Regions from separate parts of the Macaca mulatta genome. Here region 1 is linked to region 2. Evidence: chromatin contacts called from public Hi-C data. All regions are on one chromosome and are shown on one strand. Each heading gives the region's core, a stretch centred on a gene start, on an enhancer-like site or on the middle of the called end of the contact. The rest is flanking DNA. Distances are from core to core; before and after follow the strand shown.

Evidence for each region. Hi-C and Micro-C count contacts between places; a contact is called where the count stands out from the background.
Region 1: a Hi-C map of blood shows a contact between it and region 2, with 5 times the contacts expected there. The contact joins two enhancer-like sites. A contact is called at or near these places in 3 of 14 Hi-C or Micro-C datasets (blood, cortical neurons and liver).

What each region holds. Positions count from the first base shown.
Region 1 is chrX:136,474,588-136,480,957 of T2T-MMU8v2.0, reverse strand. BCORL1 (BCL6 corepressor like 1) reads right to left here. Exons shown (of 15, transcript XM_077989583.1): 6 at 5,962-6,127; 7 at 4,126-4,206; 8 at 1,730-2,119. Among named protein-coding and RNA genes, the nearest start is that of BCORL1, 45 kb to the right of the region's middle. Within about 2 kb of position 2,762, at least 13 of the 40 cell types and tissues checked have an H3K27ac peak or open chromatin away from gene starts, as enhancers often do. A contact at or near this core is called in blood, where this site is marked.
Region 2 is chrX:136,383,323-136,388,930 of T2T-MMU8v2.0, reverse strand. It overlaps UTP14A (UTP14A small subunit processome component), which reads right to left. Exons shown (of 15, transcript XM_015128180.3): 15 at 3,288-3,704. The coding sequence ends at 3,432. Among named protein-coding and RNA genes, the nearest start is that of UTP14A, 25 kb to the right of the region's middle. Within about 2 kb of position 1,525, at least 25 of the 40 cell types and tissues checked have an H3K27ac peak or open chromatin away from gene starts, as enhancers often do. A contact at or near this core is called in blood, where this site is marked.

The sequences.
Region 1 (6,370 bases), core at 1,513-4,012, 91 kb before region 2:
CAATTACAGAGAAGTGAAGGCTTTATAAGTAGCCTACAAAGGACCAGACAGCGGAGGTGGCAGGTGTGTGAGTGGAAGTGGCTCTGCCTACCTGCTCTGCGGGTCAAGAAGGGACATAACCAAAACCAGGATGAAAAGAAAGTCAGGAGGCTCAGACAGAAGTGTAACCTGCCTCATTTTGGCCTTTGCCAAATTCCTGCACGAAGATGCCATCATCAGATCTGGAGGAAAGTGACCAGACCACGTGCCAAATCCAGCTGCCTCAATGCAAAACCCTTAGACACATCCATGGAGGAAGAATGACCTACGTTCCAACAACTGAAGCTCCCCCCAAATCAAGTAGGATGCCTTGATTGGTGGTGTTCTCTGCATTACTGGAGGTGTGTTCATGAAAAGGCTGGCTGGCTACCTGTCAAGAATGCTGTGGAGATCTCTATCTCTGCATTGGGTGGCAAACTGGACCAGGCAACCTTGAAGGTCCTTCTGGTTCCAAGTGCCAATACGTTCCACAGGAAGCTTCCATGCTAGGAAACCAGGTGCCATTAGAGAAGATTAGGTGATACACAAAAGCTCCTCTTCATCCTAACACAAGTGGCTGAGGCCAACAGCTTGACAACTTATTCCTGATCAATCTATTATTGCTCTAGCAGAAGAAAGAGAAAATTGTTCCCACTCTGTCACATAGTTGATGAAAATTAGCTCAATTACTCTCTTGAACGTAGAGATGGGTATCATATATATCTCCACTTAAACAGAGCCGGAAATGAGGTTAAGCCGTCTTTGCATTATAGCAAACCTGGAATCTACTACCCACTCAATATGAGGTTATTCAGTTTTAGCTAAAAAGGAGACAGCGGATGTTTACTGGCAGCTCAGGATGAATACATTATAGGAGGCAATCAATTGCTGCTTCCAGGGTAGAGGTCAGAGAACGAGAGTGAGAGACAGAGGTGTTCTTATAAAACCCAGAGATGTGCTTTTTGCTTATTTAGAAATCCACTATAGGAATGGGCCTGAACAGTACTCAGTGGAACATACTGATACTAGCGTCTTGTGACAGTCTGTGCCTCCAGGATGGTATATCACAGCATTTGATGTGATCAGAGAAAGCCTGGTTTTCTCTTTGGGCTGCCTGCCTTCTTAACTCAGGTCCAACAAAAATGATGCCACTTTGGGTCACCTCAAAGCTTCACTCAGTCTCTGAATAATCACTGTGGCTTTAACGGATAAAGCAATGCTGTGCCCGTTTCTACTTGAAGTTCTTCTGTTGGTTTGAAGAACCCACTGTACTTCTTTTTAGCTTAGAGGCTGCAAGTATCCCAGGAAAGGCAGCCGATGCCCTCTGTCTTCTTGAACCCAAGATTCTAGGAGAGAGAACCCGTCCTCCCAAAAGACTCGACTCCCTCAAGCCAACCAGAGAACTCCCTGGTATCCAGTTGTCCCATGCCAAGGATGTCACCGTGGCCTTGCCCACAGGTTCAGACTTCTATAAGAAACTGGAGGGCTTGGGCCTTCATGTCCTCTGCTCACCTGCAGGCCAATCCGAACTCATTCAGTGTCAACCCAAAGCCAAAGGCTGGGAGCTGGAGTTGAGTGACCCCCTCTGGCAGCTGGAGATCATAGCACCGGGTTTCTCTGGGTCCCGAAGCCTTTGGCTGGCGTAGAGATGCCCGAGGGTTCCCAGAAGCCAAACAGGCTGCGGCGACAGCAGAGCCCTGGCCAGCCTTACCTGCTCTCCCTTTCCGCCGCTGCTCATCTTCTTGCTCCGTCAGGTACTCCCCAGTCTGATATTTTCGGCTCTTCTGCCGTCTTCGTTTCTTCCTCTTCAGCAGGCCCTCCTCCTCCTCTTCCTCCTCCTCCTCATTGGTGTCCCACATTTGCCGGGCAGCCTCTGTCCTCCAGGGCATTTCTCGGGCTCGCCACAGGTGCCTTCGACCCTGGCTCAGCAGAGACTTGTCCTGGGCATGGTGGCTGCGATACTGGGTGTCCCGTTGGGTCTTTCTCACCTTTCGACGCTTAGCTGGGGTGGGGGTTACCTCTTCTTCTTCTTCTGTGGGGAAGACTTCCTGGCTTCCCATGTCACTGTCTGCCATGCCAGCAAAGGAGCTACAGATGCTTCCTGTGGACGGGATGTACAGAGGATGGTCAGGTACTTCTTCAAAGGACAAAGCATGGTGTCGAAGTGAATGCCCTGGACTAGGAGTTTGAAGGTCTGGGTTCAAGTTCAGGCTCTGCCAGTAATAAGCTGTACCCTTCGGGAAAGTTCCTTCAGTGCAGTCTCCTCATCTATAAAATGGGGATACTGTTCTCCCCTTACTGACCTCACAGGGCTGTTTTGAGGCTCAAATAAGATCTTTCACGCATATGTGCTTTACAGAGTCCAATATACCAGACAACATCAAGTATTAAAAACATACACCCTTACTCATCCACGTTACAGTGTTACCTGAATTCACACCCAAAACGCTTGCTTAGCTCTTATAAGGTGCCAAGTATTTTGTGAAGGGCAGGAGAGGGCCACAGGTCCCTGGGAAATCAGGGGCTAGGAGAGGGCAATTGGGGTCTCAGACAGGGCAAGGGAGGACATACTCCTTTTGTGGCACCGCCAATCTTGGGGACAGAGCCACCCAGGCCAAGCAGAATCATCACAAGAGAAAAGTCTCAAGAAAAGCAAAGCAAGAAGGAGTCCCTTTCCTGTGATCTGTGAGAGTCTGGTTGGGTCACGCCCAAATGCACCCAGGCACGCCCACTTCCCTTAAATTGACCCCACCTCCTCCTGACTTGCCAAGAGTTCAGGGGTGGAGCTTCCTCCCAGGCGCCTCCCTCCACCGGGTTGTAGCTGTTCCTCACTGCTGGACAAGCGCTTCCCCCTCCTCCCCCACCACCCCAGGATGGATGATACCTTTCCTGCCTTCCTCAGCCACCTTGCCAAGAGGACATTTTCTCTGTCCACTCTTTCCTTCAACTCTGCTAACAACAAAAGTACATCCTAAATTGGCCTGGTTTCACACTACAGGAGATTTGACACCTTCCTCCTCGGAAGCAGCTGTGAGATACCACCATCTTTCTCCCAAGGCCCAGCTATTAACTCAACAGTCCCCAGACCCAAGCAAGGTCAGCAGAAGAAAGAAATGGTTCGAGGCAAATAGAGTAAGTAGCCCTTGACCAAAGCTTCAAGTTAGTCAGACTGCTAAAAGACAGCAAATAACAGCATACTTTCCGTTATATAGGCCAGGCAAAACAAAGTGCTCTGGTTAATCTAATATTCTGGTTAATACAGAATCATCATAGAGATCACAAAGGAATCACCAATTTCCAAAGAATCAAATACGGTACAATGTGTTTAACACTAAAATAGAACTGGCTGTAATGTAGTCGCTCTTTGATAATTCAGAGGACACTTCAGGATTTTGCAAGGCCTCCAGGCCATCATTATGAGCCCCAATTACCACCTCACTTGCCATGTGCTAAGGTGCTAGTTAATAGAATGTCAGATAACTGAGTTTACACTATACCTTGCTTCCCCATTCTATCCAATTTGCATGGAAATTGGGTGAATGGGGCAACCATCTCCAGCTCTGGATACCAGTGTGGAGGCTAGCAGAAGGTAGTGGTGGCTAGAAAGGGCTAGCTTCTTTTAGTCCCTGGAGGTTGACCAATACAAATTCAGGGAGCCAAATGTGATTCTGCCAGCCCTGACGATTCAATGACTTTTCCAGTTTTGAGGATGCCTGTCACACAGGGCAATAAGACCAAGGTCAAAAGTTAAAAGTCTGTGCCTGAGATTGGCCCCAGTAATGACAAGGTGCCAAAGCTTGGAGTTGAACAGGCTTTCCTGAGTGGCACAGGCCTTACCTCTTTCCACCATCAGCTCCCAACAAGAGATGCCAAATCCCTGCTCTGAAAAGTTGAACAAATAGTCCTCAAAGTGGGCAATATTTGAGGACTCTTTGTCCCCTGCCCCCACCCAGGGCTCTCTTATCTCTGCAAGGAGCTGGGCATTGTGGCACAGCGAATCAAATTCCCAACTCGACACCTGGGCCCATGGTAAAACTGCTCAACCAGATTTAGATCTCTCTTTTCATAGAGGATGCCTAGAGGGGCCATCACCTTAGTCTCACTCACCAGACTGACTGCGCGTGCGGGTGCTCAGAACCACAGGAATAAAGTCACGGAAACTGCTCTTTGCTTTCTTTTCCAAGGAACCTGGAGTGATGTGTGGTTTGGGGACAGAAGGCAGCAATGTTACAATCAAAGCCTAAAGACCAGAAAGCCCACCTATAAGGCTCAGGGCGGGGAGACTGAGAAAGAGTTTGTGTTTACCCTGTGGTTACTCTGGGTTACATTTATTTGGTCCCCTTACATGACCATGTGTCTCTCGTAGACAATGCATGGTTCCAGGTGGTTTTTAAAAACTGGGAGTTTGGTCACTTTTGCTGATATCAGAAAAGGCAGTGCACAGTATCAACTGGATGGTGTGCCAGAAAGTAGGAAAGTAGGAGGCCCCACTGCCCTTAGGACTCTGAGGTTGCTGCACCTCAACAAAGTTCTGCTGGGCATGGTGGCTCATGCCTGTAATCCCAGCACTTTGGGAGGCCGAGATGGGTGGATCACCTGAGGTCAGGAGATTGAGACCAGCATGACCAACATGGTGAAACCCTGCCTCTACTAAAAATACAAAAATTCGCCGGGCATGGTGGTGCTCACCTACATGTAGTCCCAGATACTCGGGAGGCTGAGGAAGGAGAATCACTTGAACCCGGGATGCAGAGTTTGCAGTGAGCTGAGATTTCGCCACTGCACTCCAGCCTGGGTAACAGAGTGAGACTCCATCTCAAACAAAACAAAACAAAACAAAACAAAACAAAAAAAAGTTCTACCTGAGCTGGAGCAGGTCACAGAGGAGGGCAACCTCAGTGAATCTTGGAGGATTGAGTGAGGCGGGAAGATGGGAACAAGGAGCCAGTGAACAGAGAAAAACGGCTAAGAACAGATCAGGCCGGACGCGGTTGCTGACGCCTGTGATCCCAACACTTTGGAAGGCTGAGGCAGGGAAATAGCTTGAGCCCAGGAGTTCAAGACCAGCCTGGGAAACATGGTGAAACCCCATCTCTTCAAAAACTACAAACATCAGCCAGATGTTTGTGAGTAGCTAGTACATGCCTGTGGTCCCAGCTACTCAGGAGGCTGAGGTCGGAGGATCACTTGAGCTCAGGAGGTTGAGGCTGCAGTGAGCCGAGATTGTGCCACTGAACTCCCTCTAGCCTGGGAAACAAAGCGAGACTCTGTCTCAAAACAAAAAATCAAAACAAAACCAAAAAAATAGACCAGAAGAGGCAGGTCATAGTCATGTCAGATGGGCAAGACCATGCACCTGGACTCCTATGCTCAGGAATGCTGGGGATTCTCTCCCTGATAAGGGTGCCCAGAAACTATTAGTGGCAAAACGGACAGGTTAGGGACACATACCAGCCCCTTCCTCCCAAACATTCTGTGTGTCCCTAAGTGACAATAAACGTTTAAGATTTCTCTAAACTCTCCTAGCTAACTAGCTAACTATTGATTTTTATCTTTTCAGAATGGCAGTTTTCCAGTATACCCAAAGACAGCATAATGAACCCCCATTCTGTGGTTTTTGTCTAAATTCTCCTTAAACTTGTTTCTTTGAGCCTAGACCCATCACGGGGAAATGGGTCGGCTACTGTGTTGTGGGCCTGGTGTTTGTGTCTGAAAACCACTTCCTTCAGCCTTATTCTAGCGCCCAGGGGGAGCAGAAGGGGCCCCTGATCCTTGCTCGCTCACCTTAGACTTCAGAGGGGTCAATCATATCTTCTTTCCACACTGAAGAAGTCTCACTTTTCCAGAGTGAAGGAGTCAGCGCCTGAGCCCCTCTGCCCTCACCACCGTGCCCCGGGGATCCCTCTGCAGGCCAGCCCAGAGGGCCAGGGCCTCGGGGCCTACCTTCCTCGTGGCCGACGGCTCGTTTTCCTGGAGACTGGGACTCCGGCTTTGTCGGCTTCCGGTGCTTGTGCTTTCCCCTGACTCCATTGTGCTCTTTTCCTGAATCTGAAGCCCCCCTGGGGCTTTTCTTGGTGGATTCCTGGGGGTCACTGGGCAGCTTCCGGCACTGTGGAGAGGTAGAGGGTCAGGTCTGAGATCAGTTTCGCTTCTTAAGAAAGCTCTCCCAGGGTTGAGCTGGGTGTCCTGTTTCTGACCTGGAGGCATGAGCTGCCCAGAGTGGGGGACCAGGGGCAAGGGGCCGTGCGCTGCCTTCCACAGTGGGCGACAGGGGTTCTTTTGGACTGAGTCCAGGGCCCCAGCTAATCCCCGTAGGCGTCCACACCCCATCACTTTAAAGAGGTCTACAGAG
Region 2 (5,608 bases), core at 276-2,775:
TCCCTCAAGGCTCGGGCATTTTCAGGACAGTCCCCCGCCCTCCTCCCGCAAGCCATGAGTCTCAGCTGCGCGTGGCGCGTTGGTGGCACAGGTTTGGGGCGGGAGCCGGGAGGAGGCTCCGGGTCAAGTCATCCCCGGAGGTAAGGTCGCGGCGACTCCCTGGGACGCGCCGGCCCTGCCTGGGCTGCGGGAGGAACCGCGGTCGGCCCGTCCCCCAAACATTTCCGACGGGCGCCTGCGCCCCGCGAGGCTTCCGAGGGCCGGGCTGGGCGGGGGAGACCCAGCACGGCCCGGGTTCGCGCTCCCGGGCTGCCTGCCCGCCCGTCAGCTAGGTGCCCGCGGCCACGGGGCGCCGAGGCTCCCCGAGGGCGGGCTGCGGGCTGCGCGCTGCGCTGGGCCGGGCCGCTGCAAGGCCTGGGCGAGCGAGCGAGCGGAGCGGGGCGGCGGGGGTGCGTGTGTGCGGAGACCGCGCGGGAACGCGAGCCGCCGGCCCGGGAAGGGTGGGTCGGGGAGCGGCGGCGGCCGCAGGAGGAGCGACCCGGGAACCGGAGGCCGGCCGGGCTGGCGGGCAGGAGCCGCGGGGGGGAGGGCGGAGCGCGGAGGGCGGAGACGGGGCCGCGGAAGGGAGGGGGCCGCGGGGCGCGGCCGCGGGGCGGGGCGCCGGGACCTGGGGAAGATAAGAGCGTGCTCGGGGGAGTGAGGGCGGGAGCGAGGGAGGGGCGGGGGACTTAGAGACCAAAGAGGAGACAAAAGGACGGGGTGGGTGGGAGGGGCATAGACGAGCGGGGTAGGGGAGGGGCGCCGGGGGACGCCTCGCGGGGAGGGGTGTGTGTGTACCGCGGGGGGGCATAGTGTGGGAGGGACTTAGAGAGGGACATGAAGGGACAACATAAGAAGGGAGCGCGGGGGTACGGAGAAAAGGGGGGCGGGAGTGCTCCACCACGCTCGCCACGAAGGCAAAGGGAGGCCGCGAAGGGGAGGCCGCTGGGACTGGCCACACACAGGGACGGGGGTCCTGGGGATGGACAGTCCGCGAGGGAAGGGGATCGGAGCTTCCGCGGTCTCGGGAGGGGAAGGGGGAGCCGACACGGGGAAAGGGGGTGGTGCGGGGACCCGAGGGTGGAGGCGGATGGGCGTGTGTGCAGCGCTGAGGGCAGGGATTTAACGCCGCTGTTCAGGATGACCCAAAGACCACGGTGGGGGCTGCACAGACGGGACGGGGCTACCGATGCAGGAGAACTGCCCAGGGGAAAGTGGGACCTACAAGGGTTAGAGAAGGGTGGCGGGGGCGGCCTCGGACTCGGCAGGAAGGCGCCACCACCGCCCTCTGCCCGTCCCCAGTGTGCCCCGCCCCGTCCGGGGGCCCTAAGGGCAGCGGCCTGGGCCGTGGGGGAGCCGAGCCAGGGCGGAACCATTCGGAACAGAGAGGGGGGCTTGGGGGGAAGGGAGGAGCCAGGGGTCAGAACCCTGTTGGGGGCGGGGGGGCGCCACACCCTGGGAAAAAGGCTTGGGCACATCCAGAATGGACCAATCAGCGAGCAAGGCCAGGGTGGCGTCAAGGGGCAGCTTCGGCCAATGGGAAGGGAGAACACTTCGGAGGTTCGGAGGAAGAAAAGAAAAAAAAGCCCCACGAAACAACAATCGAATCCGTTTGGGGGCTTGGAAGGCTGGGAATGGGCGTCGTTTATGGCACGTTCCGGCACCTGCCCTCTCCTTTGAAGGATGGGGTCGCTTGCATCACTCCTGGGTAGTGGGGAGCAAACGGAGCTGAAGAGGGTCCCGGGAAAGTAGACGGGGATTGGCCGTTTACCGGGGACACTTGATTGGGTGCTTCAATTTGGGGGGTGGGTGGGACAGAGGTAGCAGCTTTGTGCTCAAGAGTGCAAGAGAATGTTGTGGTCTCTTAAACGGAGGCAGGAGTGGGCAGGGGTCCCGCATCCCCTATCACTGGCTACTGACTTAAGTGTCAACCAGCGAGTGGATCGTGGATAATCTCAAGCCAATGGATAACTTAAGCATGCCTTTTGGGCACTGAACACTGCTCAACATACTCATTTCTCTTCCCTTTCCAGAGGATGAGCAATGGTAGGGGGCCACAGGGGACCGCTGGGCAATTCATAGAAATTTATCCTTTGGCTTTTCACTTCAGTTTGATGTGTAACACTAGATACATCGCTCTATTCTGAGAATTTTCTCCCGTGAAGATACTGGGACTAGCTACCATTGAGGTCTAAACATTTTGGAACTGATTTGGAGAGTGGTGTGCTCAGAAGAGAAGGCCGTATCTGTTGGGGGGATTGCAAAAGAAAATTTGGGAGTGGTACAACTTTTGGCCCAGGGATTCCAAATGTCTTGAAAACCCCTGAAACTTTATGTAAAATGCCATACAAATGTGTGTGTGTGTGCACATTTTTCTGGAGATAGTTCATAACGTTCAGCATATTTTTAGAGGGACCTGTGACACAAAAACGAACCCACTGTGGTCTAAGAATGCTGGGGATGGGACTGAATCTCCAAGGCAGGAGGCAAGGTGCAGTAGTGGTATCATTTTGGAATTAGGTTTCCCAAATTCCTTGTTAGGAAATTGAGCTGCAGGGGCTCTTTCCATATATTTCTTGCCATCCAAAGGCAGGCCAAGTTCCTCAGAGCTGAGAAGCCCATGTGAACTGTCACATAGCAAAGCAATGCTTGAATAAACTACACTTTCAATCAATGGTGAGGAGTGGGCCCTGAGTTAGGAAGGAAAGGCAGTAGAGGTTTACTTCTGAAATCACATCTACCTTTATCTACAAAATAAGGGTAAAACCTCCTGGTCTTCTTATGAGAAAATAAGTAGAAGGTTATATGCGAGATATTGTAGACAGCAGCCTGTACAAGCCGGGAAGCTGACACACGTGAAAAAAATGGCTGTGGCTAGACTTGTGGGGACAGAACCCAGCTTTGGCACCGTCCTGGTCTTAGGATCAGTCTAGGGCAGAATCCAATTGCAGTTTGTACATCCTCTTTCTAGGTTCAGAGGTTAAAATATACAATATTTTATCATTATTAACCCTGTCTCTTCCAGTTGGCAGTTATCAATGGTGGATCATATCTGATGTGATATATTTGATTACAGACTACAGTGAATTTTCTCCACTTCGATTTAGGACCAACTACATAATCCTTGGTAAGAAAAGGAAGTCCCTGACAAGTGCAACTCGAGAAATGCAATGCTGGAGAATCCAAAGGTGTCTGACTTGAATGAAATGATTCCACTGGGGGACAATGCAACATATACTCCGGGTAAATAGATTAAAAAATGCCTTTATTTTTAAAATGTGGCTCAACTACATGCAATGTACTGAGCCAGTTTTGGAATCCACCCTGTACCAGAGTAAAAGTGGACCAAAGGAAGTGAAGTCAGGGCTCCTGGCTGTCACTCCTCCAGCAACTCAATCTACAGAGCTTTTCTTCAGCTGTTTTTTGTGACGTGTGGTGATTCGTTTTGGATTCCTCTGTATGACAGACAGGTCCGACCTTGAGGAAGACCGGTAGCCCACATCCTCTGCTTTTATGGGGTTAATGATATGGCCTGGCTTGGTGACGACCTTGGGAGTAGTCAGCTTTTGGAAAGCCCTCTGGGTGTTCCATGTGGATCCTATGGGGGTCTGGATGGTCCTTTCAAATTGCCAATGGTGGGTAAATGGATATGGAAGCACTCGTACCTGGAAAGGAAGGAGAATGATTTGGTATGAGGCAGGCCTGGGGTGCAGTTATACACTGTTCTGACAACTCTCATCAGGTACTATTTTGGTACAGGCCACGGTTCCACATGATGACTGCAACTGAAGAGACTGAGAGGTTAAGGCATCCCATCGCTCCCATCTGCTCTTAGGAGTCAAATCTGCTTGATGACATTTGGGAGTAGGGGGGCCTAAGTTGGCTCTGGATCCCCTGTTTATTCAACAATTCAGGGTCTAAAAAAACCAACCTGACACTACTTCTGTCTTTGTTTTTGTTTTCTTTTTTGAGACAGAGTCTCACTCTGTTGCCCAGGCTGGAGTGCAGTGGGGTGATCTCTGCTCACTGCAACCTCTGCCTACCAAGTAGCTGGGATTACAAGTGACACTGTCCCTATCCAGCTACAGGAGCTCCAGGGCTGTTGTCCCAGAGTGAGCTTTCCTATGTAACACTGTGACTGCAAGAATCCAGACCATTTTGTATCCCTGTGGATTTTATAACTTTTCTACCCTCTTTATGCTCTCAGTCTCCTCCTTCCCTCTCTTAGGATTGATGTTTCAAGGAACCCGAATCCTGAACTCTACCAGGCCATTACACTTAAAGTTTCATCTTTTTTGTTTGTTTGTTTTTGTTTGGGTTTTTTTTTTTTTTTTTTTTTTTTTTTTTTGAGATGGAGTCTCGCTGTCGCCCAGGCTGGAGTGCAGTGGTGTGATCTCAGCTCACTGCAAGCTCTGCCTCCTGGGTTCACGCCATTCTCCTGCCTCAGCCTCCTGAGTAGCTGGGACTACAGGTGCCTGCCACCATGCCCGGCTAATATTTTTGAATTTTTTTTTTTAGTAGAGACAGGGTTTCACCGTGTTAGCCAGGATGGTCTCGATCTCCTGACCTCATGATCCGCCCACGTCGGCCTCCCAAAGTGCTGGGATTACAGGCGTGAGCCACCACACCCGGCCCACTTGGCTTCATCTTCTTTTGGCACCACAGAATGTAGAGCTGGAAGGCCCTAGATATTGGCAATGGTCATCTCTGGCCTGAAAATTTGGCTTAGAGGGAGGAAATGATGGAGCTAAGTAAATGAGGAGCAGCATTGGAGAACAGAACCCAAAGCTCCTGTTTCCTTGCCTGGTATTCCTCCACCACATTTCTACCTTCAGACATTTAAATAATCTTTCAACACTTCCGCAATGGCCAAAGGAGGAAGACACGTAAGCAGAAAATGGGGATGTAAAAATCAGTAGTCTTTGGCAGGGCACGGTGGCTCACACCTGTAATCCCCGCACTTTGGGAGACCGAGGCAGGCAGATCACTTGAGGTCAGGAGTTCAAGACCAGCCTGTCTAACATGCTGAAACCCCGTCTCTACTAATACAAAAATAAGCTGGGCGTAGTGGCGCATGCCTGTAATCCCAGCTACTCAGGAGGTTGAGACAGGAGAATAGCTTGAACCTGGGAGGTGGAGGTTGCAGTGAGCTGGGATCATGCCACTGCATTCCAGCCTGGGTGACAGAGTGAGACTCCATCTGAAAACAAAACAAAAACAAAAAAAGCAAATCAGTAGTCTCTGGAAACATTCAGTGGAATACTCAAGAGAAGCTAAGCACTATCTGGTGGTCCTGGTAGTAGCGAAGGAAACAAATTCTCTTTAAGTTAAGGGAATGTCTTATTTGGGTTGACGGCTACATCTGTGCTTGTCAACCAGGGCAACAGAAAAAGAGAACACCTGGACAAAGAGAACACCTGGACAAAGTATTCAGTCTCAGAAGTCCCCCCTAGGCACCTTGAAGCACTTTATTCTACTGCATGTTGGAACCTGCAGTAACTTATTAAAAAGATGAAAATCAGGGGAGATTCCTAGAAAACTATTTGTCAGTTTGCCATGACTGCATTAA